Regions from separate parts of the Mus musculus genome. Here all the other regions are linked to region 1. A link is a contact called in public promoter capture Hi-C data. All regions are on one chromosome and are shown on one strand. The core of a region is the stretch at or near the end of the contact, and the rest is flanking DNA. Distances in the headings are between cores, read along the strand shown. Region 1 holds the start of Safb2 (scaffold attachment factor B2). Region 2 holds the start of Plin5 (perilipin 5). Region 3 holds the start of Sema6b (sema domain, transmembrane domain (TM), and cytoplasmic domain, (semaphorin) 6B). Region 4 has its middle 7.7 kb from the start of A230051N06Rik.

Region 1 (2,926 bases), core at 210-2,709:
TGAGTAGCTCTTGGACCTACTTTATACTTTGAAAAAGGCTTAGCTAGCCCTGAACTCTAATATTCAGGTTGGTTTGGAACTCCTCTACAGCCCAGGTTGGCCTTGAACTCACATCTGACTTACCTTTATCAACAGAAAAAAACGTTCTTTCCTTCCATCTCGTATCTTCCCCTAGCTTAGTTCTAGCAAAGAATTAGAAACAATTTATTTTTCCGCTTTGTTTTTGTTTTTTGTCTCCCTGGGCTACCTACATCCTCCGGCTGTCTGCGAACTCTGAGAGTTTCTCATGTTTCATCTCCACCACCCCTGCCCCCAACGTCACTGTGTCTTCCCAGATTAAAAGAAAAGAAAAGAAACAAAAACCACCTGTTCTGCCTCGGGGGCCGAAAAGGGACTTGGGATCGAATCCCGCCACAAGCTGACCCCACTGGATGACCTTGGCCGAGTCCCCTTCATCCCCCTTTGGGGTTGGGACTAAGCAGTACAGGGAACGCGGTGTCATCGATCCCCCGAACCCGTTCGTGGTGTTATTTCCCTCTGGTCGCATCGCTGGGGGCGTCGAGATTCGAATCCTTGCACCCGGCGCCCGCGGAGCCCCAGTATTAGCGCCCAGCGCGAAGGCCAACGGGCCACTCCGGGCCCGGCGGTGGGTGTCGCCATGGCGACCATGGGGTTCCCCCCCGCGAACCTCACCTTCTTCAGCCGCTCCATCAGCACGCTCTTGTTGCCGCTCGAGTCGAGGTTCCGCTTCTTCAGCTCCGCCCGCAGGTCGATCACCCGCAGGTCGCTGAGCCGCCGCGTCCCGGTCTCTGACGCCGCGGAGCTCACGGCCGCCGCGCCCGCCGCACTCGCGTCTCCTAAACCCGACAGAGTCTCCGCCATTCCAGGGACCCTGGTTCCGTCGCCCACTTCACACAGAACCGGGTCAGTGGGTTTGCGTGAGTGTGTTTTTTTTTTGATTTGTTATTATTATTATTTTTTTGAATCTCGGCCCTCTTACCACAAAATGGCGCCGCCTGAGAGGGAACCGCTTCAGCCTCCCCGGAGGCGCACCTCGACACTGCGCAGGCGCCGCCGGCGCGAGCCCTACGCTCTCAGACGCCTTTACCCAAGCGCAGTGTGCGCGGCGGCAGAGACGACGTAGGCGCGCCTCGCCGGCTCGCGCTTGGCCGCGGACCAAGACGCATGCGTGCTACAGGTCGTGCGCCTGCGCATCACTGTCGGAGCGCTGGCCGTAGAGCGGTGGCGTGCGCAGCCGGGCAACGCTGCGAGAGGCAAACGGGGGTCAGTGAGCGTAGCGAGGCGGTGCGCGTGCGCATTAAAAAGAGGGTGGCGACGGGGCCGGGGGGGGGGGGGGGAGGGGGGGCTTACGACCGGTTGCGCATGTGCACTTGTACCCGCGAGGCTCGAGACTGCTTTGGCGTGCGACCTAGGAGGTGCGTCAGAGCTGTGCGCCTGCGCAGCCGCAAAGGGAGGCGGGAGGAAGCGAGTGCGTTTTCCTCTTCGGCAGCGCCATTTTGTACTACCTCCGAGCCGCCACAGCTGGTGCCAGCGAGTGGAGGGGGTTCCGGAGCGAGTTGGGAAGTCGCGGAAGCGAGGATGGCGGAACCCGGGACCGGGTCGGGCGACCCCGCCTTTGGTCCGGGCGCCTCGGAGAGTGGGACGCGGCGGCTCAGCGACCTGCGGGTGATCGACCTGAGGGCGGAGCTGAAAAAGCGGAACCTGGATACGGGAGGCAACAAGAGCGTGCTGATGGAGCGGCTGAGGAAGGTGAGGGAACCCGAGTGGCGCCGTGGACCCGGGCACGTAACTGCCCGCGCAGACTCGGGCCGGCCTTCCCACCCCGAGCCCCCCCCCCCGACTTCGGTCTGTGCTGTCAGTTACCGAAGCAGCCGAGGCTGTGTGACCTTTACTAGTCGCTGCCCCTCTCTGTGTCTCGCCTCCCACTTGCCCCGGGATTTGCAGGAAGCCGGGCCTTGTTGAGTAATCGGGTGGCTCTGGGCACGTCTCCATGATGACCTTGCACCTGCAGCTGTCTTTTCCGCCACCCTAGTTTTACTCTTCTGGGGAATCTATCAGTCAACCCCACTGTTGGCGGTGCCCAGTGTCTCTGCACAGACCATGTTCGCTCCCAGGTCCGGTCCCCTCGCGCTTCCCTGGTCTTGGAGCCTAGTTGTCATCTCGAGTCAGCGTAAGATGTCACTTTCCTCCCCCTAGACAAGAAGTCTTGTCTACTGCCCTTCAGCGCTTGACACAAGCTTGCCTCTGTGGAACAGGGTCCTTGAGGGTTAGGGACTCCTGATTGGCTGCAAGTAGAAGGCGCCAGAATACTTTGAGGGAAAATTGGCCAGCGCTTTCTTCTTCGGTCTATGTTGTTTTTCCTTATCAAAAATCAGCGCCTCCCCTCCCACGCAAAACTTTTTTTGGAGAGCTACTGTGGCCCAGTGTGGCCTTGGACTTGCTGTGAAACCCAGACTAGACTTCAGCTCTTGGTCTCCTGCCCCCCCTTTTCACTTCCAAAATGCTGGAATTAAAGGTTTGCTTTGTTATGGGAGGCCTTTTGAGCGCCCCATTCAGCTCTTTGCCCTGCCTGAATCAAGGACAGGTTTCCTACCATCATCCCTGTGTTTGATGAAAGAGCACACAAGATGAGCGGTCACCAACCCTGATTTGGGGTTAATACTTGGATTTTATTCTATTTTTTTGTCTTGGGTTGGGGATTACATCTAGGGCTACAAGCTGCCAGGTCATGTATGACCACAACCTGCTGACAGTGACTCTGCAACCCAAGCTTTCAGCTTCCCTTTCTCTAGGTTTTGGGTCTTGAGCAGGGAAGGGGAGCTGGCTGCTAAATGTGGTCTTAAGCTAGATTGTGAACACTTGCAACTGCAAAGTTGCTTCTTAAAGAACACTTTGTGTCAACCCC
Region 2 (2,926 bases), core at 161-2,660, 470 kb after region 1:
ACTGACAGGCTTAACAGCTCTCAGGATTAAACAGCAGATTAAAAATAAGATGGAGGCCAGAGAGACCACCCATGGCTTAACAGCTCAGGCTGGAGTTCCAGTCCCAGCATCCACATGATAGCTCAAGGTCACATGTTACTCCAGTCACAGGGGGTCTGTCAACTTTACTGGCCTCTGTGGGGATCAGGCATCTGTGGATCATGACAGATGGAACATATCAACAAAACACCAGGACACATAGACGTAATAATAATAATAACAAAGGAAGTGGGCCTCAGAAGGCAGTCAGCCGAGCACCCACAGATCTGGGTTCACGCCCAGCACCACATAAACATGTGTGGTGTGGCACATCTGTTGTCTTAGCCACTGGGTGGTGCGTTCAAGGTCATCCTTGGCTATGTGGTTACTTTGAGGCTATCCTGGGCTATATAGTGAGTTCTGGTCAAGTCTTGACTACAGAGAGAGAGTCTGAATCAAACAAAACAAACGGAAAAGACTGAAGAATGAGAAAGTCGCCGGGCGTGGTGGCTCATGCCTTTAATCCCAGCACTTGGGAGGCAGAGGCAAGGTGGATTTCTGAGTTCGAGGCCAACCTGATCTACAAAATGAGTTCCAGGATAGCCAGAGAAAACCTGTCACAAAAAACAAAACAAAACAAAACAAAAAAAAAACAACAAAAGAAGAAGGAGGAGGAGGAGGAGAAAAAAGGAGGAGGAGAAAAAAGAGGAGAAGGAGAAGGAGAAGGAGAAGGAGAAGGAGAAGGAGAAGGAGAAAGAAGAAGAAAAGTCCTCAGTCGCCGGGCGGATTTCTGAGTTCGAGGCCAGCCTGTTCGGTCTACAGAGTGAGTTCCAGGACAGCCAGAGCGATACAGAGAAACCCTGTCTCGAAAAAACCAACCAACCAACCAACCAAAAACCAACCAACCAACCAACCAACCAATCAAACAAACAAACAACAACAACAAAAAGAAAGTCCTCAGTCCTAGTCTGAGGTCAGCCATGGTGACTGGACCAGGATTCAGCGTCCCTGAGCCGCTATGGCAACCATGGCGCCTGTGGGGGGCGGGGAAGCTCCAGATCCACCCCCGGCGGCGCCTCATTGGCTCGCGTGCGGAGGCCCCACCCAGACCTGCTATAAGGACGGAGGGCTGACTCAGGTGGGAGCGCCGGGGGGCGGATACACGCGGGATCTGAGCTCTGCACCCAGGTGAGGGCGCAGGCGAGGGTAGAGGGTGGGGTAGGGATGGCCCTGACCCAAACTCGGCAGGGTGGAAGTGGCGGGGGTGAATGCGAGGAGCCACAGGCACAGCAGGTGGCAGGACCCTTGGCCCAGTGGGCCCGGGCCCAGGACCCAGTTGGGCGGGGCCCAGGCGCAGAGGACAGTGGGACGGCCATGGTGGGGATACATAGGGCATGAGCCCTGAGGTCAGCGTCCCTGTCACCGTGGACAGCTGAGGGTGACCTCGGAGCTCCACGTGCAATCTTTGCCTCAACTTTCCTGCCCGTCAAAGGGATCTGATTCTCTGACCGCTGCCCCCACCTCTGCAACGGGGGCTGGTGTGCGGGTCTGTCCCTACTGGAAATGGACCAGAGAGGTGAAGACACCACCCTAGCGCCACACAGCAGGTAATGACATTTGAACTCATCCTCGTCCCACCAGGGCCCACGCCTGTCCTCCCACAAAGTCATAGATTTTTCATTGTATACCTTCTGTGTGTTGGGCCTTGTACATGCCTTGCTGATGGACCCCAGAATACTCCACAGGGCTGACTCTCAGGGTTTCCCTCTCTTTCTGTGTCTTACCCCCCCCTCCCCCCAGAATGTCCGGTGATCAGACAGCTCAGGACCCTGGATCCAGCCTGGGAGAACTGGACCAGCAGGTAAAGAAGGACGACAGCAGGGGGCTGGGGGGTTCGTGGCTGGGTCCCTGCCCGACCAAGGTCCAGTCCCTTCTCATAGCTCCAGGTGTCACCTATTGTAGTCACTACAGTGATAGCATCAAACTTAGGGTACAATTACACCTGTGGGGAAACTAAGGCCCCAAGCAGTCAGGTCTTTCTCCAGACCTGTGTGCAGGTCACCCAAACAGCCCCCCTTCCCGCCCTGGCCTCATCTGTAGGTCCAGAAGTTGCCCTGTTGCTGTGTGTGTGCTGCATGCTGCAGCCTTTGGTAGGCGACCTGCTTTGTGTCCCCCAGCCTAGCACAATGAAGGGAATCGGGGTATGGCTGTGCCCTGATGTAACTGTTCTCTGCAGAATGTGGTGAATCGAGTGGTGGCTTTGCCCCTGGTCAAGGCCACGTGCACTGCCGTGTCCAGTGCTTACAACTCGGCCAAGGACAGGCACCCGCTGCTGGGCTCCGCCTGCCGCCTTGCTGAGCACTGTGTGTGTAGTGTGACTACCTGTGCCCTGGACCACGCACAGCCACTGCTGGAGCACCTGCAGCCCCAGTGTGAGTCTAAGTCCCTACCATAGTCCCTACCACCTTGGTCTGTAGTCAGTCTCTGCTATCTTCAGAACCAGGTGTCCCTCCCAGGCCCATTCACAAATGCTTCCCCACACCTCTCTTTTTAAAAAATTTCTGAGTTAGGGTTTTGCTCTGTAGCCCAGATTGGCCTGAAATGCTCAGCAATCCTCCTGCCTCAGCCTTCTGAGTGCTGGGATGATGCACCACCACACGGTTTATGCTGTGCTGGGATCGACTCCACACGTAGTGAGTCCAAATCCCTTCTTGGGTCCTCTCTAGGTCCCTAATTCTGTCCACCCCCCTGCCCTTTCCAACCTTCGGGGTCATCCTTGTCTCCTAAGGTCAGGTCACTGGTTCAGAGCTCCCACCTGACTTGACAAGAAACCCTTGACTGACTGTGTGACTGAAGAAGTAGTTCCCTGTGGGCTCCCAACTTTTCTGTTGTTCCCAAGACTCTGAGT
Region 3 (2,926 bases), core at 310-2,809, 440 kb after region 1:
GGCCGTGCACAAGGTGTCGGTAGCCTCGGGCGTCCCCAAAATCCGTACTGGAATCTCTACCGCCTGGAGCAGGGCGAGAACGCAGCGCTGGCGGAAGCAAGGGAAACTGAGGCCCAGGGGGCGGGATCTTCCTGGAGCCTCACAGCTGAGGAAAGGGGTGCTGGGGCTAACTCTGGAGGACTCAGACAAGGTCCTGTCTTCTTGACTCTCCATGGCTATCAGGTCAGCTCCTAGACCGGCTGGAGCCGGCTGGGGGAGGGCGACTTGACCTCCAGGCCGGTCTGTGAAAGAGGCGTCATTCATGACCATGGGGCCTTTGTTCAGACAGGTCTCCCTGGGGACAGGCCATCCCTGCACCCCCACTCTGCCTTGCACTCCCTGCCAAATCCACCCGTGAGCCTTCAGGGGCCCGGTGTCCCCCCTCCCCCTCTGCCACCCCCAGCAGCCACTGAGCCCTCTGCACCTTGACTTTTGCAGCCACTGGTCACCTTGGCAGCCACCCTCCCATTCCCCCCGACGCCCCCCTGGGCCGAAAAACATTGTTAGAGCTGCGCTCAATAAATGTTTGCCGGACAAATTGGTTCATAGGCCAAGCAGAGTAGGCTGAGAACTGGCTTCATCTTCTGCCTCAGTTTCTCCACAGAAGCTGTGTCTGGCTGATATGCGGCAAAGCTGATGGGCCACAGTGAGGTCTCAGCCTGTCGCCACAGTGGTGACACCAAGGAGTCTGCTCCAGCCCCTCAGGGTGTGCACAGGTCAGAGTTAAAATCCTGACACCCACAGATTTGGCTGTCCCGGGCAGCTCACAGTCCCAACCTTTGGTTGAGTGTCCTCAGCTGGATGGGCTTCAGGGCGACCCTGTGAGCAGGATTCAACTCCACACACAATTACAAAAGCAGTTGTGTGGTGCTTACTGTATACTGGAGGTGCCATCAGTATACTTACTGTATTCTGAGGCAATGCCTAGCCCAATCGGAAAGAGGTTTTCATTCAGCGTCATGGCTGGGATGAGGAGGGGCTTTGGACAGAGGGAAACTGAGGCATGGAAAGAGATATCTTGCTGTCCCAATGTCCCTCAGAAAGTGAGTGTTGGCGGCGTGCTGGGGCAGGCCTTTAGCCTAGACTCCCCAGGAGAGTCTGTCTTAGTCAATCAATCATTATAAATAAAAAATGAGACCTTGGTGGTTTGACTCAATGATGTCATGAGCCACCAGGACCGTGGGACCACGTCCATGAGGTTCCTGTGTGTGGGTGACTGGTCAGATGAATTGGGAATTCACTAGAATATACCAGAAAACATCTATGGAGTGCCTACGGTATACTGGAGATGCCCAGAGTCAGAACAGCGCCCAGCTCAGTGCGGGAGTCGGTGGTCTTCAGAACCACCCCAGTAGAGAGAAGTGGGAGGCAGAGAAAGGGAAACTGAGGCCAAGGATGGTGGAGGCGCCCCCTCCCGTCCGTGCTCCGCTCCTTGGTGGTCTGCTCCGGGTTTTGCGAAGCTCCGAGCTCGGGCGCTGGGGGCGGAGGTGGCGGAGCTGCGAGTCGCAGCGGCGGCGGCAGAGATGCGGCCCCGGCCGGGACACCGCGCTGCGCCCCCGCGGGAGCCGCCCGCGCGTGGGAGCCCGGGCTGAGACGCTGCGGGGCCGGGGCCGGGGCCGAGCCGAGCAGGTGCTCGGCCTGCGCTGGAGGTGAGTGCAGGGACGGACGCGGGGACGCACCTTGGACAGATGCACGGGGGACAGATGCGGCGACGGACGCAGGGACGGACGCAGGGACAGACGCAGGGACAGATGCAGGGACAGATGCAGTGGGCATGCACGCACCAGGCGCGCACAGGGCGCGGGCGCCTCGTGCAGCGGCACTGGCTTGGGGGGCCCCCCGCGTGCGGTCGCAGCTCCAGCGCCCTGGGCGGGGCTAACGGGCTGCGCAGCGGGCGGGGATTGCAGCCAAGGCCCCGGCTCATCGCGCCGGGGCACTGACAGTGGCTTCGAATTATTGGGGTGACGGCCTACTGATGGGGGCGGGGGAGGGGGCGGGACACATAGCCGCGACCTTTCGTGGGTCCCCACGCGGCCCTGTGCACCAGCTGTCCCCAAGCTCTTGGGTACCGGCTGGTCTTCGCCGGCCGCGCAACTGACATGGGGGGGGGGCAGTCCGCGGCCAACGCCCCCGCTGCAGCACAGCCCTAAGCTGGGCTGCCAGCCCCCCCCCCCAAAGCCTGACAATGGGACAAAGGAGCGTCTCTGGCAGCCGCGCGGGGTGGGTGCCACCGTGGCCCCCCTGGCCGACCGCGGTGCTGATTGGTCCCTGGAGCGGGGGTCACGTGCCCCATTCTGCTCTCCACTGCCGACTTTGGGGCGCCTCCCCAGGGCTGCTGCCAGGCCGAACCCCCCACCTTGGCCTCAGATGGTGAATTCTAGGCCTACAACAGCCCTGAGGTCGGGAGGGACTCCTGGGTCCCAGGTCCTCTCTGCCTGGTCTCTGTCACTGAACCCCCAACCCCCGCCGCCTAAGGTCGGTGTCACTCTCATCTGAGGTTCCCAGGTCTCTGTCACCTGCCTGAGGTCTGTGTTGCTCCCCATCTGAGGTCTGTGTTGCTCTCCAGGTCTCCGGGACCCTGGCAGGTCTGTGTCACACTGCCTGACGTCTGTGTCACCCCCAACTTCTTATTTTTTACCTGCTCGATGCCCCAATCCCAAACTGAATGTGATGGAGTTGGGAACCCCAATATTGCAGGCCAACAAGCTTTGGGTGGAGGAGGGTGGCCCTGGGGACAGAATGGCTGGAGGGACTTGCCAGAGCGCCTCTGCCTGGTTACAACGTGCCTTTCTTTCTCTGTATCTTGGACTCGGGTTTTCTGGCTGATTTTCAGGGTGCACGATTGCCTGCGGGCTATTTACAGAGGTTAGAAGTGGGAGAGGTTTGA
Region 4 (2,926 bases), core at 156-2,655, 350 kb after region 1:
GATAGCAGAGAAAAGGCTGAAGCTTGGCATAGTGGTACATGGCTCTCATCATTGCTCTGGGCTTACTCAGGCAGGAGGATATGGTGTTCAAGCATGGCTTGGCTCACTCAGGGCTACCATGTCTTAGCTCTGTGTAGTAAGCACCTGCATGACAGACGTCCTTCAATGCTGAGGACACCAGACAGGAGAGGGGATTGCAATGCAAAATTGTGATTGAACTACAGATTAGAGAATAAAGGACTGATGAGAACAAGATGAGGACATACGGTGACTTATGATTATGATCATGTAATGGGTCAAAGGAGACCAACATTAAATTTCAAAAGTCTTCTCTGTGTTGACTCCAGAGGGAGGAGTCACAGTCCATGCAATGCCCTTTAACAACAATGTGCAGATACGAAAATCTGTCCTTGGGCCAACAAGATGGTTTTGTGCATAAAGTTGCTTTCCAGGAAAGTGTGGCTACCTGAGCTTGATTCCTGGAACCCAAAACATGGGTGGGGAGAACCACACATGGAGAGAGCTGTTCTGTGATCTCCACAAGTATGTCATAGCTTGTGTCCATCCCTTATACAAATAAATCAAATACATGCAATTAGAAAAATATATCCTGGGCTGGTGAGATGGCTCAGCGGTTAAGAGCACTGGCTGCGCTTCCAAAGGTCCTGAGTTCAAATTCCAGCAACCACATGGTGGCTCACAACCATCTGTAACAAAATCTGATGCCCTCTTCTGGAGTGTCTGAAGACAGATACAGTGTACACACATATAATAAATAAACAAATCTTTAAAAAAAAGAAAAAGAAAAAGCTGTATCCCACCAATGAGGCATTAAAAGGTTACACAAGAAATTCTGGGATTGTTTTTGCTACTTTCCATCTTTACTGTGTGTCCATGTATGTGGACAGTGCAGAGGTCAGAGGACAATATGTGGGAATCAAGTCTTCCACTCTGGGGTATGAAACTCAGTTCTTCATCACTGGTGGCAAGCTTCTTCACCCACAGATTCATTTTGTCAGCCCTCAACCCTTCTTTGAATGTAGGCTGTGAGCCTGGAGGGGGTGGCTGCAACTGTGTGCCCACCTGCTGTTAAGCCTGGCTCATGTGTGGCCCATGCATGTATGTGTTGGCCCTCCTACATGTCCTGGTCCTTGCCAAAGCCCGACCTTGTGGCTGCCAACCCCCACATGCTGGCTGAGCACTGTCAGGGTCGGCGTGGGGACTCGAGGACAGGCTGGAGGGGACCAGGGAAGGATGGCAGCACTTGCCTGGGCCCCCGCTGTCCTTCCTCATCGCCACCCACCGAGTCTCTAGACCCCTCAATGCATCTTCAACTCTCCCCAGCACTCAGCAGAGCAATGACAGCCGTCGCCATGGCAACGCCTGGCAACAAGTCCAAGATGCATGTCACGTGGTAGACACGGACTAATCAGGATGCCTGTGGGGAAGCAGGTCAGCCCAGGCCAAAGTCCTCCTCCCCCTCCCTTCCTTTCCTCGTCCTCCCTCCCTCTTCAGCTCCGGTCTTGGGAGTAATTACTGTCATTATGGTGGGAAAGATCAGCATTCCTTATTAGGCTGGGAGGCTGCCCATACCTTGTCCCCTAAACAGGAAGATCTGAAAAGAGAAACCCACACTTCTGGCACCACAACATCCATCCTGGAGTTAAAGGAAGCAATAGATGCCTACTGAATGCATCTTTTGTGAGTGCAGATGTTTGGATGGGGTTGTGTGGCAAAACAGTTCAACTTGGATGAATCTGACTAGGGGACTTCTGGGAACATGTCTAAACAGGTATAGAGCAGGGCCAGTGAGATGACACCCTGGGTAAAGGCGACTAGATCAGCTTGATTCCGAGAAGCACGCGCACGCGGTGGAAAGGGAAAGGTCTGAGATCTCAGCTACTGAAATCAGTTGAAGTAGGAGGGTGGCTGCTTCCAAGGTGCAAGCGATAGAGTCCTATCACAGGTATTAACAGTAATAATAGTAATAGTAATAATAATACTACATAAAAACAGAGGCAGCACGACCTGTTTCCTATGCCCAGGATCACAAAAAGAAATGAAATAAAAATCAAAGCCGGGCATTGTGGCACACGCCTTTAACCCCAGCACTCCGGAGGCAGAGGCAGGCGGATTTCTGAGTTCGAGGCCAGCCTGGTCTACAAAGTGAGTTCCAGGACAGCCAAGGCTATACAGAGAAACCCTGTCTCGAAAACAACAACAACAACAACAAAAATATATATATAATAAAAATTTTAAAAATCAAGCCATTGGGGGCTAGAGAGATGGCTCAGCAGATAAGAGCACTGAGTGTAATTTCAAAGGTCCGGAGTTCAAATTCCAGCAACCACATGGTGGCTCACAACCATCTGTAATGGGATTCGATGCCCTCTTCTGGTGTGTCTGAAGACAGCTACAGTGTACTTATTTATGATTATAAACAAATCTTTGGGGGCTGGTGAGATGGCTCAGTGGTTAAGAGCGCCAACTGCTCGTCCGAAGGTCCCGAGTTCAAATCCCAGCAACCACATGGTGGCACACAACCATCCCTAACGAAATCTGATGCCCTTTTCGGGAGTATCTGAGGACAGCTACAGTGTACTTACATATAGTAAATAAATAAATCTTAAAAAACAAAAACAAAAACAAAAAAAAAACAAATCTTTGTGCCAGAGTGAGCAGGGTTGACCGGATGGAGAGCAGAGATCCTAAATTCAATTCCCAGCAACCACATGAAGGCTCACAACCATCTGTACAGCTACAGTGTACTCATATACATTAAATAAATAAATAAATAAATAATTCTTTTTAAAAAAATCAAACTATTGGGATGGTTAAAGGGCTCAATGGGGAAGAGATGCTTACCACCAAGCCTGCCGACCTGATTTTGATCCTCAGAATCCAGAAGTTGTCTTGTGACCCCAGA

The links. Promoter capture Hi-C pulls out the DNA fragments that hold promoters and counts their contacts.
Region 2: a contact with region 1 is called in a promoter capture Hi-C map of embryonic stem cells. The contact joins the promoter of Plin5 here to the promoter of Safb2 in region 1. A contact is called at or near these places in 13 of 39 promoter capture datasets (the C10 cell line, the HPC-7 cell line, cranial neural crest and 7 more), 9 of 115 datasets of contacts at active chromatin or transcription factors (astrocytes, embryonic forebrain, embryonic midbrain and 5 more) and 3 of 9 other capture datasets (adipose tissue, liver and pancreatic islet).
Region 3: a contact with region 1 is called in a promoter capture Hi-C map of embryonic stem cells. The contact joins the promoter of Sema6b here to the promoter of Safb2 in region 1. A contact is called at or near these places in 8 of 39 promoter capture datasets (the C10 cell line, cranial neural crest, embryonic stem cells and 4 more), 2 of 484 Hi-C or Micro-C datasets (embryonic retina and myocytes), 5 of 115 datasets of contacts at active chromatin or transcription factors (the 230-238 cell line, astrocytes, cardiomyocytes and 2 more) and 2 of 9 other capture datasets (adipose tissue and liver).
Region 4: a contact with region 1 is called in a promoter capture Hi-C map of hippocampal neurons, with 2.8 times the contacts expected there. The contact joins the enhancer-like site here to the promoter of Safb2 in region 1. A contact is called at or near these places in 13 of 39 promoter capture datasets (the 3T3-L1 cell line, the C10 cell line, the HPC-7 cell line and 9 more), 3 of 115 datasets of contacts at active chromatin or transcription factors (the NIH/3T3 cell line, astrocytes and embryonic hindbrain) and 3 of 9 other capture datasets (adipose tissue, liver and pancreatic islet).

What each region holds. Positions count from the first base shown.
Region 1 is chr17:56,583,118-56,586,043 of GRCm38.p6, reverse strand. Safb2 (scaffold attachment factor B2) reads left to right here and starts at 1,459. Exons shown (of 21, transcript NM_001029979.3): 1 at 1,459-1,770. The coding sequence starts at 1,600. Safb (scaffold attachment factor B) reads right to left here and starts at 1,062. Exons shown (of 21, transcript NM_001163300.1): 1 at 694-1,062. The coding sequence starts at 882.
Region 2 is chr17:56,115,782-56,118,707 of GRCm38.p6, reverse strand. It overlaps Plin5 (perilipin 5), which reads left to right and starts at 1,410. Exons shown (of 8, transcript NM_001077348.1): 1 at 1,410-1,625; 2 at 1,819-1,879; 3 at 2,255-2,450. The coding sequence starts at 1,582.
Region 3 is chr17:56,138,976-56,141,901 of GRCm38.p6, reverse strand. Sema6b (sema domain, transmembrane domain (TM), and cytoplasmic domain, (semaphorin) 6B) reads left to right here and starts at 1,559. Exons shown (of 17, transcript NM_001130456.1): 1 at 1,559-1,688.
Region 4 is chr17:56,232,505-56,235,430 of GRCm38.p6, reverse strand. No RefSeq gene overlaps it. Among named protein-coding and RNA genes, the nearest start is that of A230051N06Rik, 7.7 kb to the left of the region's middle. Within about 2 kb of position 1,405, at least 92 of the 459 cell types and tissues checked have an H3K27ac peak or open chromatin away from gene starts, as enhancers often do. A contact at or near this core is called in hippocampal neurons and second pharyngeal arch cranial neural crest, where this site is marked.